Regions from separate parts of the Gossypium hirsutum genome. Here region 1 is linked to region 2. A link is a contact called in public Hi-C data. All regions are on one chromosome and are shown on one strand. Each heading gives the region's core, a stretch centred on a gene start, on an enhancer-like site or on the middle of the called end of the contact. The rest is flanking DNA. Distances are from core to core; before and after follow the strand shown. Region 1 holds the start of LOC107897843 (dihydroxy-acid dehydratase, chloroplastic). Region 2 holds the start of LOC121207546 (probable pectate lyase 1).

Region 1 (6,788 bases), core at 1,818-4,317, 410 kb after region 2:
ATCTAATAAAATTGCTAGATCTTGGCAAACTTCAAAACAGTCTGTCAGTCCTTATTCTAATCCTCAAAGGGCATATAAATGGGAAAAAGATAATGAAAATCAAAAGCAAACTTTGTCACTCAAAGGTGAATACTACTTCAGTTCAGGTAGGGGTTGAAAACTGAATCCAAAGGAAATGTACCAAGAAATAGCCCCCAAAGTTTGTGTGCCAACACCAGACACAGATCAATTGAACTAACAATCTATTCCACCTAAATATTCAGTCAATCCTTAACTTCTCAAGAAGATTCTAGGAAGACAGCAAATAGGAAAATATCACATTGCTCATAAGTCAACCAGGAAAAGTAAACTTCTCCCTTTTTAGATAGAATGCTCCCCTTTTAGATAGAATGGGTATAAATTCCAAAAGCTTGCAAAGGAAGAGATTAATGCAAAAGACAAACTCCAAAGAGCATCAGCTATTATAAAATGAAATACAAAAAAGGTTGGCAGTTAAATTTGTCTGCCACACACAACCTTGAGGTTCTTGATCATAAGCATACACAGAAGGTCATAGTTTAATCTTATGATTGTAAACTTTCATATTTTATTCCTCACAGAAATAGCCCATATACTTGCCAAAAATGATCATAGTTGAGGGAAATTTTATAGTATATTTTTATCTAAGTGTAATGTTCTTAACAAAAGATTGTAGTATCAGCATAATATGTCAAGTTCCTTGCTTTACTTTCAGAAATTTTCTTGTATTTGTCACACAAACTTTTATTGTCCTAAAAGCAAAGAATTAACAGACACCAAGCGTCTGAAAAAGGTAAATTCTTGAGCATAGGAATAACAAAACCAAAGAAAAAATTCAGCTAAGATGAAGATATAATAAGAAGCAATCAACTGTCATAACAAAATTCATTTAGCATATCACTGTGCATACCTGGAAGGCAGATATTATATCATATGTATTGCCTTGAAAATGACCAGGCTGCAAAAGAACAAGTACAATAAATAAATAAAGGCCTTTTGAAAATTGACGAACTATAACTATTTAAATTTGCAGCAATGTTACCTGAACTTCAATGAAATACACTATAGTATATTAAATGGCTATATGATGTATAATGAACAATGGAAGGGAGAAGCAGAGTAACAGATTGCAATAAACCTCATTTCTGACATGCAATCGTACAAGGACATAATATATTTCAGGTCAGAACTTAGAACATTTGATGCCTCAAATTCTTTCAAAAATATTCAGACATGATTTTCGGCGTAACATATTTGCCAGCATATCGTGTTATTCCAGGCCCACTCAATTTAGCCATTTGTTCTTTGCTGGATGCATTGATAAGAAATGTAATGAACACGTAATGTTTACGGGAAAGTTACAAAAGAATACAGCATTTATGACTCATAAGAATGAGTGCTTTCCACTTTGAAACCAATCCTTATAGCCTTGTTGTATATGATAGGTTCTGAATGTTAGATTTTTTTAAAACAGTGGCAGTGATTTTCTGAATAAAACTTACAACAGTGTTCTAAGAGCAAAACTAATAAAATATCAAGACTAAATGAGCCATTTGCAATGAAAGGAGAGTAGCCCATTGATGACACTTGCACTAGACAAAGCAAAGAAGAAAACCTTGATAGTTCCACCATAAACCATAAGACTTGGCCGATTGAGCCTCCCCATTGCAATAAGTGTACCTGGCATCTAAAGAACTAGCTAGCATTAGACTAATAGAAGGCACAATTGAGAAAGCAAACCTATATCAGACCATAGTTTATGATTGTTGAACTTTAATGAACCACAACTGCATTAACACATAAACTACTTCTATAGCTCTACCAAAGTCCAAACAATCAGAGCCCATGGGAAAATGTCTAAAAATTAAATTAATTTGATCACTTCAAATCAATTTTATTTTTTCAATCAAACCAGATAAAGAACACTCTTGAGTTAAATGCAGTTTACATCCTTTTCTTTCCTCTTCTCTTTCTCACAATTAAAAGCGATGAGCATATAACTAAATCACATTTATCTTTTTGTTTTTTTTTCCTTTCACAGTAAGGCAAGTTCATATATAGCGTCAAAATCAGGAAAAATAAAACACAAAATGCTTACAAAAGTATTAAAAAGAAAAGAAGAAGCAAAGTTAGAAACAAAGAGCTTACATTTTTATCACAACCGGGGATAGAGATATTGTCATCATACCACTGAGCACCCATAACCGTTTCAATACTATCAGCAATCAAATCCCTTGACTGCAAACTGAAGCTCATTCCCCTCGTCCCCATCGAAATCGCATCGCTTACTCCGACCGTATTGAATCTAAACCCAACCATCCCAGCGTCCTCAACACCCCGTTTCACCTCGTCCGACAGCTTCAACAAATGCATGTTGCACGGGTTCCCCTCGTACCACACCGACGAAATTCCCACTTGGGGTTTCGACATGTCGTCTTCTGATAATCCTACCCCGTATAGCATCGCCTGGGACCCGCCTTGTGACTTCGGTTCCGTTACTCTTGAGCTATATTTGTTGAGTTTTACTGTGGGTGGAGAGGGAGGGTCGGGTGTTACGGCTGCTTGGGATTGTGCCGTTATGAAAAGACATCGGCGGCGGTTTGGAGGAGGGGTGAGTGGTTTATTCGTGGGGATTACAGTGGCGCGTAAGGTTAGAATAGTGGCTTGCATGGCGGCGGGGGATGGGTTTAAGGTAGGGGATCAAAAAAAGCTGACTACACTTTACTTAGTTGCTTGTAAGGAATGACTGCTAGACACACGTACCATGCACTGATACACATGCTTATTTAAGGTTACAGGATAAGAACAAATCTTCGTGTGGGTCCCAAAAAGATGAGTTTAGATTCAGGTATAAAGCACGGTGGCGCGTGGTACAGAGTATAGGGACTAACCGGCGGAGGGAGTGGAAATAAGGGTGGCTTTAGAGACGGGTGAGAGGGCAATGCTTTTATTTTATTTATTGCATAAAATAGTTTATGGGTAAATGGAAGACGAAGAGGAGAGCCGGTCAAAACTGTGGTTGGTAATGTGCGCGCGCGTGTGTCGTTTTTCTGTTGTTATCTTCTGAAAGATAGCCACAAAATAAGGTAAGCGGATGATGATTCTATATTAATTTTTATCTATACCAGTCTTATGCCAGTTTTTCTTTAATAAATATTTATTTATAAATATATCATACTGGGACATAAGTTCTGTGTGAGGAAGCTACATTTTCGGTCAACTGATAATAATGGGACCACTAATAATGAATCATATTCCCCTTAAATTGAACCAACCGTTTCAAGTGTTGATTTGGGTATTCACCGTATTGTTTTTAAATTGCAGCCTATTTTGAATCATTTGAATCGTGGTTGTTTTTATTTTAAAATTATTGGCATTGATTGCGGACCTTGTTATGCTTTCTCGCATCGCATTTAGTGCATCACGTTTAGTGTAGGTAAGGCGTACTTACGCAACGTTCTCTGATTCATTGAGATTTCTTTCCGGTCATTCACTTGTTGTTTTCGTAAATCTTTAAATAATGAATTTTCTTAAGGTAAATTAATTACAAGAAGTAGATTGGTGTTCATGAGTTAACGATTGCGCTTAATGATTTGCTTCGAATCTGAGTATGGTTTGTTTGGAGTACCGGAGCTTCGGGTCATAACGACCTGGAAAATAATAAAAAAATAAACAAAAATTAAATATTGTATGTATAAGTTTTAATGTTTTTACTTATCTTATTAATTGTAAAAAAATATTTTCAATATTTATTGTTGAAATCTCCCCGGCAATGGTGCCAAAAACTTAACCGTCTATCATTTATAATTAAATATAACACCAAAAAATATATAAGAATTTAGGACAGCAATGCCTGCAAGTGCACAGGTCAAATTGTAATATAGTTTAGTTACAACGAAAGACTTGGAAGTGTTCTGATGATTGTTCGTACCCAAGGGAAGATGGCATAAATTATGAAAACTTTTTTACAATAATAAGTCTAAGTAGTAGTAACTAATTCCTATATTACAACAAACCATAAAATAGATTAATGAGATAAAAATAAATAACTAAAATAATTAAATATGAAAAATAAACAAATGAATTAAATCAATAAACCAGTCAGGAAGATTAACTCGCTTTAAGGTTTGTAATTACCTTTAGATTAGGGTTTTAGGGTGAATTAGCTATTGATTAACCAATTATTACTTCCCGAAGTCTAACTAGTTAATCGATTGGTTGATGCTCTCTTATCTCCTGACCTTATTTTCTCAACTAGAATAAACTACAATTACTCGGTTTGACTTATCTCTCGACCTCTTCTAACTTGTGATAACTTCCTATGGTTGCCAAGCCTAATGGTTTAAGAACACGTAATCTATACCAACTAATCCTCTCAGGAAACCCTAAATCTTCCGTTAATCACATCCCCATCCACTCGTTAATCTCCTTTAAGGGATTAGCCATTCATGTTATTCATAATCTCAATCTCAATTGAATAAATCAAGTGAAGAACACGATTGAATTGAAAGAGAAACGAGATTAGAATAATCGTGGATTGATATCGAATGGAGAACAGAGTAACAAATCGATTGATTGGAATAATGAAATATGTCGAGTGCAAATAGAAGAAATAAACTGAAATAGTTTAATAAAATAAATAAACTCTTAGATCGAAACTGATTCCAAAAGGAAAAACAAATAGTTAAGAAAAGCCGAAAGAAAATTAATTTAATCCTACTCCTAAACTACTAGGGTTTTTAGTGCTTCTAAGATGACTTAGTTACATCAAACTCCTAATGTCTTATTTATAAAAGTGTTGGCAGTCCAAATTAGGTCTTTGACACATCCTAGGTCTTTGTATAAAGTCGATTGTACGGATGAAAATAGCCTCAACATACTTGGGCAGCAAGTCAACCTTTGCCGCGCCATGCAAGGGTTATGGTGTGACACGACGTGTTCCATGCCAACTTTGGTTCGTTTTATGCTTTGACATCCCGGGAAGCTTGTGCATCACTCGTCCCTTGCTTCCACATCAATTAGGCCTATAAATCTTCATCCTACACACTCAATTACACATATTAGCACTACATAAGGCCTATGCCGGACTAGTGGGTCACAACACTCAAAATGTGTTAAAAAACACTTCTTTTACTAATATTTAATTTTAAGTTCTAAATACCAGAAACGTAATATAAAAGACTAAAGTGGCTATAAAACAAGCCCCTTAAATGCGTAAATGACCTGAATTAATTACTACATTTGACAGCAGGTCAATGTATAACTCAATTAAAGGGCACTTACATCAAAAGTGACAACACAAAACATATTTCCCCAAAATTATTTTTCACTCATGATCTTGAGAAGAAATGTGACATAAAAATTCAACAAATTCGTACTAGAGATAATTTGACAAATTTTTTACCAAGGCATTACCAACCACAATGTTTGAATGACAATTTAAAGATTTAATATGATGTTGCCATTAGGGGAGGCTAAAACATATTGTACTCTTTTCCTTTAACTAATGTTTTGTCACACTAGGATTTCCTAGTAAAGGTTTTTAACGAGGTAGTTATTATAAAAGATTGTGCACTCATTTTCCTTCATTAAATTTTTATCACACGTGTATTTTTTCCTAATAAGGTTTTAACAATGCACATTTTTGTTGATAGATATCTAAAATGGAGTGTTGTAAATCCATTGATAAATGGATGTCTATACAAGTCTTGCCTCGCCCAAAGATTTATTCTCTCGCATCCCTTAAAGAATTTATAGGGTGCCATAATATCTTTTTATTTATGCTTTTAACCTTTGGTGATTAACATCCTATAAATAAAGGGCATGTATAAACTTATTGTCTTCCAAGTAGAAAATTGAATTATCCTTTCATTTTTGTTCACTCTTCTCATATATTCTTACAATAATTTTCTTAGTTTCATAATAATATATAAATATTCATATAAAAATAAATTTTGCAATAATTCATGAATTGTTATCCAAGTTTAGGAATTAATTTAAGATTAAATCAAATTAATTTAAAAAAAATTACTATAACAAATACAATAAAAAATATAAATACATGTTTGAGCAATTATAACATAAAATCAAATTTAAATGCTCAAATACCTAGCCTCTAACTTAACCAACCATTCCTTAAATCAAACTAAACTTAGATAAAAATCATTAAAAAATTTTGATCACTTTTAAATTCAAATATATTTTATTCAAATAACTTAGGCAAACAAAAACAATTACTTCTTGTTATTCAAATATGTTCCTACAAATACCTTTAAGTTAGTACCGGAATAGAAATTTTTTTTTGAAGGAATCAACATTAAATTATATATTTTTATAATAATAAAAATACAATTTTATTGTTTTAAGAAAATTAAAGTATAAATTTATCATTGTCAATTTAAATTTTTATTAACTATAAAAGAATTAAATATATATTTTTTTATTTTAGGAGAATAAGAACCCTGCAAGCCTCCTCGCTCAGCCATTGCTTTAAGCCTGATGGTTGTCACATCATCTCAGATTATCAACATTGCTTATGAAAGGCCAACTTATACTGCGAATTTGGAGCTTAAAATTTAGGTTGAAAGCTGGTTGTGAGTCAATCTATCCTTATCTATTTATATCATTTATTGCTACAATATTAAATATTATACATGAAGAAACTTTGGAAAGAAGATTTGGATTAATTTAATTAGCACTGTCACAAATTTTTATAAGTTACAAGTGGCATAATGTTTTGTTAGTATAATTAGAGTTACAGCTTAACCGGA
Region 2 (6,412 bases), core at 1,494-3,993:
GAGAAATACATGCATCAAAATTACCTCATTGTGGTGGGTGAGGTGATTGTTGGAGATGGTAATGGCAGTTGACCCCATGACAGCATCAACAAGACCATCAGCACAATTAGAAAGAGAATTGTGATCAACCCAAACGTGGCTTGACCCAAAGATGGAGATTGCATCACCATCAGCCATTGTCCTCCACCCGAAGTGAGTGGGTGAGCTTCTAACCATGGCATTGCCAGTGGGCTTACAGTCATGAATATGAAGACCATGAACAATGACATTGGTAACGTATTGAATTGTGATACATGCCCCATTAGCAATATGGACATTCACCCACGACCATCAATGGTCTTAAAGCTGTTGACCAGCAACTCCTGCTTCAACTTAATAACCATGTCCCTCTTGAACACAATCCAAAGTGGTTGTTCCTGGATCACAGCATGGCGCAAGGTCCCAGGTTTGGGGTTAACAGGGTCATCATCATTAGAGTCAGTGACAACGTAGAAGCGTCCATCACGCCCCCCAATTGCATTCCTTCCAAAACCAATGCCACAGTCAGCAAGTCTCTTCCGGTTCTTCTGCCAGTTGGGGTCACAACGCCAGCAATCATCAATGGGATTACCAGTTCCGCACGAGAAGAACCCCAACTTCCTCCTTTCCGTCGCATTTCGAATATTCCTACCATTTTTTTCATTCAGTTTATTAAATTTTACTACGCAGACTTTTGTCATATGGTCTAAATATTCCAGCTTAGTAACCAAAATTATTAGCATCTTTGATTTTACTACTAGATGGGCTTGTAAATTATTGTCGGTGGGAGTTAAATTAATCCCAATTTGTAAAGATGGCATAAGCAGACAAAACATGATGTAGAATTTTGTTATTTCGAAAGGACATTAAGGTCATTCACTCCAGGTATAACGGCTAGGACATGCTGTTTCTTTTCATTTTTAACGAAAAGAGACAAAAGAGTCTTGTTTGTTTATCTTATTTAGCTGGTCCAGTGTGCAGCAATCACCAAGAATAAGAACAATAAAAAATCCTCCAACTTACCATTTACCCTGCTTCCTTCATATTACAACTTTTAAATCAATAATGAGGTAAATAAAAGAGTGGTTGTGCATGAAGAAGTGAGAATTAGTCATGTGATGCAATAAAACTGTAATTATAGTAAGGTTGATAAAGCGTTTAATTGCTTTGAATAAAAAATTTGTACTTCGAGGTACGATTGGAAAGACAATGATACGGTCATGTGATGCAAGAAATATTAAAAAGGGTCGTGCCCGTTAGACACGGATCTGACTATAATGGTGGAGTCGGGAGTAAACAAACAACATCAACATATAAGATTGTAATCCATTTGATTTATGGTTAATGATAAATGAAAATTTGGCAAAAAAAGGGAATCTTTCTGCTTCAACTTTTACATTCTCTATTTACATATTTAGCAATTCAAAAGAAATGTTTATAGAGACTCACATGTCAATGATGGTCTTAACCTCGGCTGCTACGGCCTCTGGATCAGCCACAGCATGTTCATTCAAGGCCTTAACCTCTTCTGACCTGAAATCCCAATCACACCAACCCAAATTCCAATTAAATAAAATTAATTCTAAATATTTCATTTTAATTTTCTTATTCTCGTCGGTGACTAATAATTCTATGAAACACACTGCTTAAAGCGGATTCACTGTGTCGTCCACCAACAGTACTCCAAAACCGTTACAAAAGTGTTTTTCAAGGGGGAAGAAACAGAAACCCCGTGTGGACCCCTCGACGGGAATTTATAAAATGCCCTTCCTCATTATACCATCTTTTTCTTTTTCTACATACGGGAATTGAATTGTGTAACGGAGTAAATGGTTGAGATCTAAGGATCTGGATCTCAACGGATGGGATCGTTATTTCATGGTTAAACGGAGATTAAACATAACGGCTGAGATGATCAGAATTGGAAAAAGAAAACGAAAATAAATACAAAAAAAGGCTAGTTTTAAGCTCTACATTACCTAGTTGCCATTGTTGAGTTTTTTGAGTTCTGCAGCTTCTCTATCTCCACAGTGCTGTAAAAATATATAAACATAATATAAATGAAAATTGAAATTTTCTAGTATTTTGCAGTGATGCTCCATTTTCAGTTAGCATTTTTTTGAAGAAAAAAAAAGAGGACACTGAAATCTCATTTTCAACGTATTAAGTGAAGTTTTTGAAGAGGGAATATTAATGGATCCGTTAGAAAGGAAAAATTATTTTTTCTTTCTGAGAATGAGACTATTTTTCAAGATCTAAACAATGAAAATTCTGTATAGTTTTTGTATTCTAATTCACCATAAAATGACATAATGTATGTAGGCAACAATTTTGCAAGGCAAATTCGAAAACCCGAGAGAAAACAAACAATGGAGACTCTCTGTGTCTTTCTTTTACTAAAATAAAACTGAGAAAGCTTGAAAACTGAGTTGAAGAAAGAGAAAGACCTGGAATCGTTGTTGGTCTGTACAGTGGCCATTGCTCCAACAAGAAACAAAAACAGAACAGCTAAAGAAGCTAAAAACCATTTCTTGGAAACCGCCATTGCAGTTTTCTCCGCTTCTTCGGTACTTAAAAGCTTTCTCTCTATCCAAACAGAGGAAAAATTGAGAGAGAGACAGAGAGATCCAAGGAAAGAAGGAGATGGTGAAGCAGGGAGAGTCAGAGTACAAGCTCCAAGCAAACGGCTTTTATAGAGCCACGAGCAAAAAAAAAAAAAAAAAGTGAACACCAAAACAGAAAGACCAAAACGACGCCGATTATATACCCAAAATATTAAACGTTGGAATTTTCTGGGTAGGTTTACTTTAACCAAATAACCTAAGTCACCTAACCGCCACTAACTGTCTCTCTTCCGCACTCCATTTTCACCGGGGTTAAATAAGTTTAATTTTACTATTTTAACTGTTGGATAATGCCACGTCAGATATTACGGGCGTACGGTTGGAGAAGGGAGCAGAATGTCACACAGTTTCCTGCTGAATTTGCGGCATTAAATGATGTGTTTTTTAATTAACCACATTAATAAATATTGGCTTAAAATATGCTATTAGTCCCTGTACTTTTATAGAATTTTAGATTTAGTCCTTATACTTTAAAATTTATTATACTTGCTCCAAACATCCTCAAACTATGACTCATTCTAAATTGTTCATCAAACTTTAAAACATTTTAATTACATCCTCAAACTATTAAAATCGTTAATTTGACTATTAAATGAGGTGTAAGATTTTATGTGATATAACTTAAAATGAAAATTTTTAAGAAAATAAATATTGTAAAAATGGATGTTGTAAAGATCTTGGTGTTGGGATTTTTGAAACTTCTACAGAAACAACCGTTCACTCTCTTCTTGTTCAGTTTTACTTTATTTTTAGTTTTTAATTGTAAAAGTTACACAATAATAACATTTTACTTTTCTTTAAAATTTTCATTTTAAATTATTTCACATAATAATTTATGTGTCATTGAAAGATTAAATTAACTATTTCAATAATGGTGGGACATTATGAATAGTTTGGGAATGTAATTAGAACATTTTGAAGTTTAGGGACCAATTTAGAATGAAGTTAATAGTTTAGTGCAATTAACTCTTAAAAGTTAAAAATTCAACCCTCTTACTTTTCCGATTTAAAAATTCTAGTACAATTATTGTGCTATTTGTAGTTTCTATCAAAATTTATCAATTTAGCATATTTATTTTATGTTGCAGCTACATTGATAAATTTTTGATAAAAAAAAATACATGTGATTTAAATGATTAGAATGAAATTTTTAAATTAAAATAGTAGGATTAAGTGAAGGAAATGTTATTTAAAAAAGAAAGAAAGAAAGAAATTAAAATTACGTGTGCGCCAATCACGGCCTTGAGAAAGTGAGGGGATTTTGACTCCAAAGAAGATTCAACTAAAAGGATACCAAATTGGTATTCTATTTTCTCTCTCTTCACATGGCTCTTACATATCATTTTAATAACATATTTAGACACCCACTACTAGATATGATTCTAAAACAAATTTGATTTTTAGATGCTTTTAACAATTTCTTTTTATAAACCTTTAAATACAATACTTTTTATTATCATTTTATGTGATTTTATTTTTTCACCATCTCTCATTTTCAGACATTCTCATGATCTATTTTTTATAATGACAAAAAAAAAATTGTGATTTATTTTTAAAATGTATTATTTTTTATAAAACTTTTTACTTATTATTCTAATTTTAAGTTTAATTTTATTTTAATTATTATTTATTTTAAGTCTAACGACTTCAACACATATCTATTAAATTATCATTTTCCTTATCTTATTACACTAATTAGTGGTGAGTATTCAATCGAACCCAAGTCGAATTAAGTAAAATTTTTTTTGAGTTAGTCGAGTTAACAAATCTTATTTTAGCAACCGAACTCAATTTGAATTTTTTCGAATCAAGTCAAAAAATTTCGAGTTAAGTCGAGTTGAGTTAACAAATCCTATTATTTATACTCAATGGTGCATTTTACATGGACTAATAATTTAACTAGTAGACGAAATATAAGATTATTTAACTACATAAACAATATAATGGTTTTGCCTTTTAACTTAATGAGTAAACGACATAATTTTGTTTTTTAACTTAATGGTTTTAACTTTCAACTTTATAAAAGGTAAATATTTATCAAAACAACGTAGGTTTGCCTTTTCTTATTCAGATTTTCGGATAACTCGAATTGTAATTCATATTTGAGTTAAATCAAAAAAATTATTTTTTTATTCAAGTTGATCTGAATAACTTGATTAACTCAAATTACTCAAACTATTTAATTCAAAATTTAAATTTTTTATCGAGTTTTTCGAATCGACTTGAATTTTTCTCACCCCTAACACTAATAACCATACATCGCATTAATGTTAAAAATATTACATTTCCTATTCTATAATCATTATATATTTTAAAAAAATCACTTTAATATTTGTTGATGTGAATCGGTATCATTTAACTTGAGACATTATTTTCTTAATGGAACTTGAGACACTAATTTAATGAGAGATAATAAGGTTGATTTTATATATTTATTTTAGACTAAAATAATAAAAACATTAAGTTGTGGTCTATTGGTTGAGTGTTATTTTTTAATGAATAGTTTGAGTTTGAATCATAGTTGTAAAAAAAATCATAATTGTACAAAAAAATCCCTTAAATATGGATTGTTATTTGATAAACTAACAAAGGTATGTAATCTCCAAAACTCGGCTTAGACGCTACGGCCGAATTTGGAAAATTACATTGGCCACCGAAATGGCCTAGTAGAACTATCGGAGTTCATAAAATAGTCGTTTTAAAACATTTGCTTATTTTTAAAGAAAAACTTAGCGTATTATATTCTTTTCACTAAAAAATAAAATTTTCCTAAAATGATCGATTTTAAAGTTCACTTAGAAAAACTTGATTTTCAATCTATTTACTTTTCAAAAACTCATTTACATGATATCAGAGCGGGAAGTGATATTCAAAAGAGTTTCAATGAAGAAAAACCAGAATTTTATGAGTAATTAATTCAAAATCCATATTTCAATATCCTAAAATCAAATTAAATGTTTGTTGGATCTGATGCCCAAAGTGTAGTATTTTCGTCAATATACATTTGTAATTTTTCGAACAGATTGGTTAATAAAATAAAATCATTCAATCATAATGAACATGTTGAGTTGTGACATATTGAACAAATTTTCTTAAATATTTACCGGGGGTAAAATTGTTAAAATTTTATCGGGGGTAAAATCGTCAAAATTTTACTGGAGTAAAGTTGGGATGAGAAAATTATTTAATATATAATTTTTTTGGGACATAGAAAAATTGAATTGGGTTGGATCACATTACAGAGTACTGAGTCAAAAAGGTTTAGGAAGTACTCGTAAGTGGACTCGATGTGAGAGAGGCCCCAAACCCCTCATATAATATGAAGGGGGCGACAACCTAGTAGAAATACAATGGTGAGTCTTTCATTCCTATCTTACTTTAAGTAAGAGTTTTTTTTTTAATATAAACCTTTACAACTCTACTAGGTTTCTACTTTCTCTTCTTATAAATAGATGGCACCGGTAGAGGTATTAACACAACTTTTGAGAGATTGTTATTCTGCCGAAAAATAGAGAGAATTTATTCTCAACTTTTAAATATATCCAGAATAACAATTTTACCAGTTTCTTTTAAAGAGGAGAGAATTTTTGTTAAGAGAGAATTTTTGTTTTCACCCCAAAAAGAGAACTTTTTCTAGTTTCGTGTTTTGGTTCAATTAGTCAGAACCCACACTCGAAGCAGTTCGTGGTACGAGAATAGGGAAGAAGATCATTTGGTTGAAAGTCGAAAAACATTAAGGATCTGCTTATCAGAAAACACAGGTGCGTATT

What was found. Hi-C and Micro-C count contacts between places; a contact is called where the count stands out from the background.
Region 1: a contact with region 2 is called in a Hi-C map of leaf, with 2.4 times the contacts expected there. The contact joins the promoter of LOC107897843 here to the promoter of LOC121207546 in region 2. A contact is called at or near these places in 4 of 34 Hi-C or Micro-C datasets (hypocotyl and leaf).

Annotation. Positions count from the first base shown.
Region 1 is chrA10:63,986,470-63,993,257 of Gossypium_hirsutum_v2.1, forward strand. LOC107897843 (dihydroxy-acid dehydratase, chloroplastic) reads right to left here and starts at 3,068. Exons shown (of 14, transcript XM_016823421.2): 1 at 2,167-3,068; 2 at 1,634-1,705; 3 at 929-976. The coding sequence starts at 2,688.
Region 2 is chrA10:63,580,698-63,587,109 of Gossypium_hirsutum_v2.1, forward strand. LOC121207546 (probable pectate lyase 1) reads right to left here and starts at 2,744. Exons shown (of 7, transcript XM_041077853.1): 1 at 2,466-2,744; 2 at 1,998-2,051; 3 at 1,468-1,551; 4 at 323-666; 5 at 25-320. The coding sequence starts at 2,563.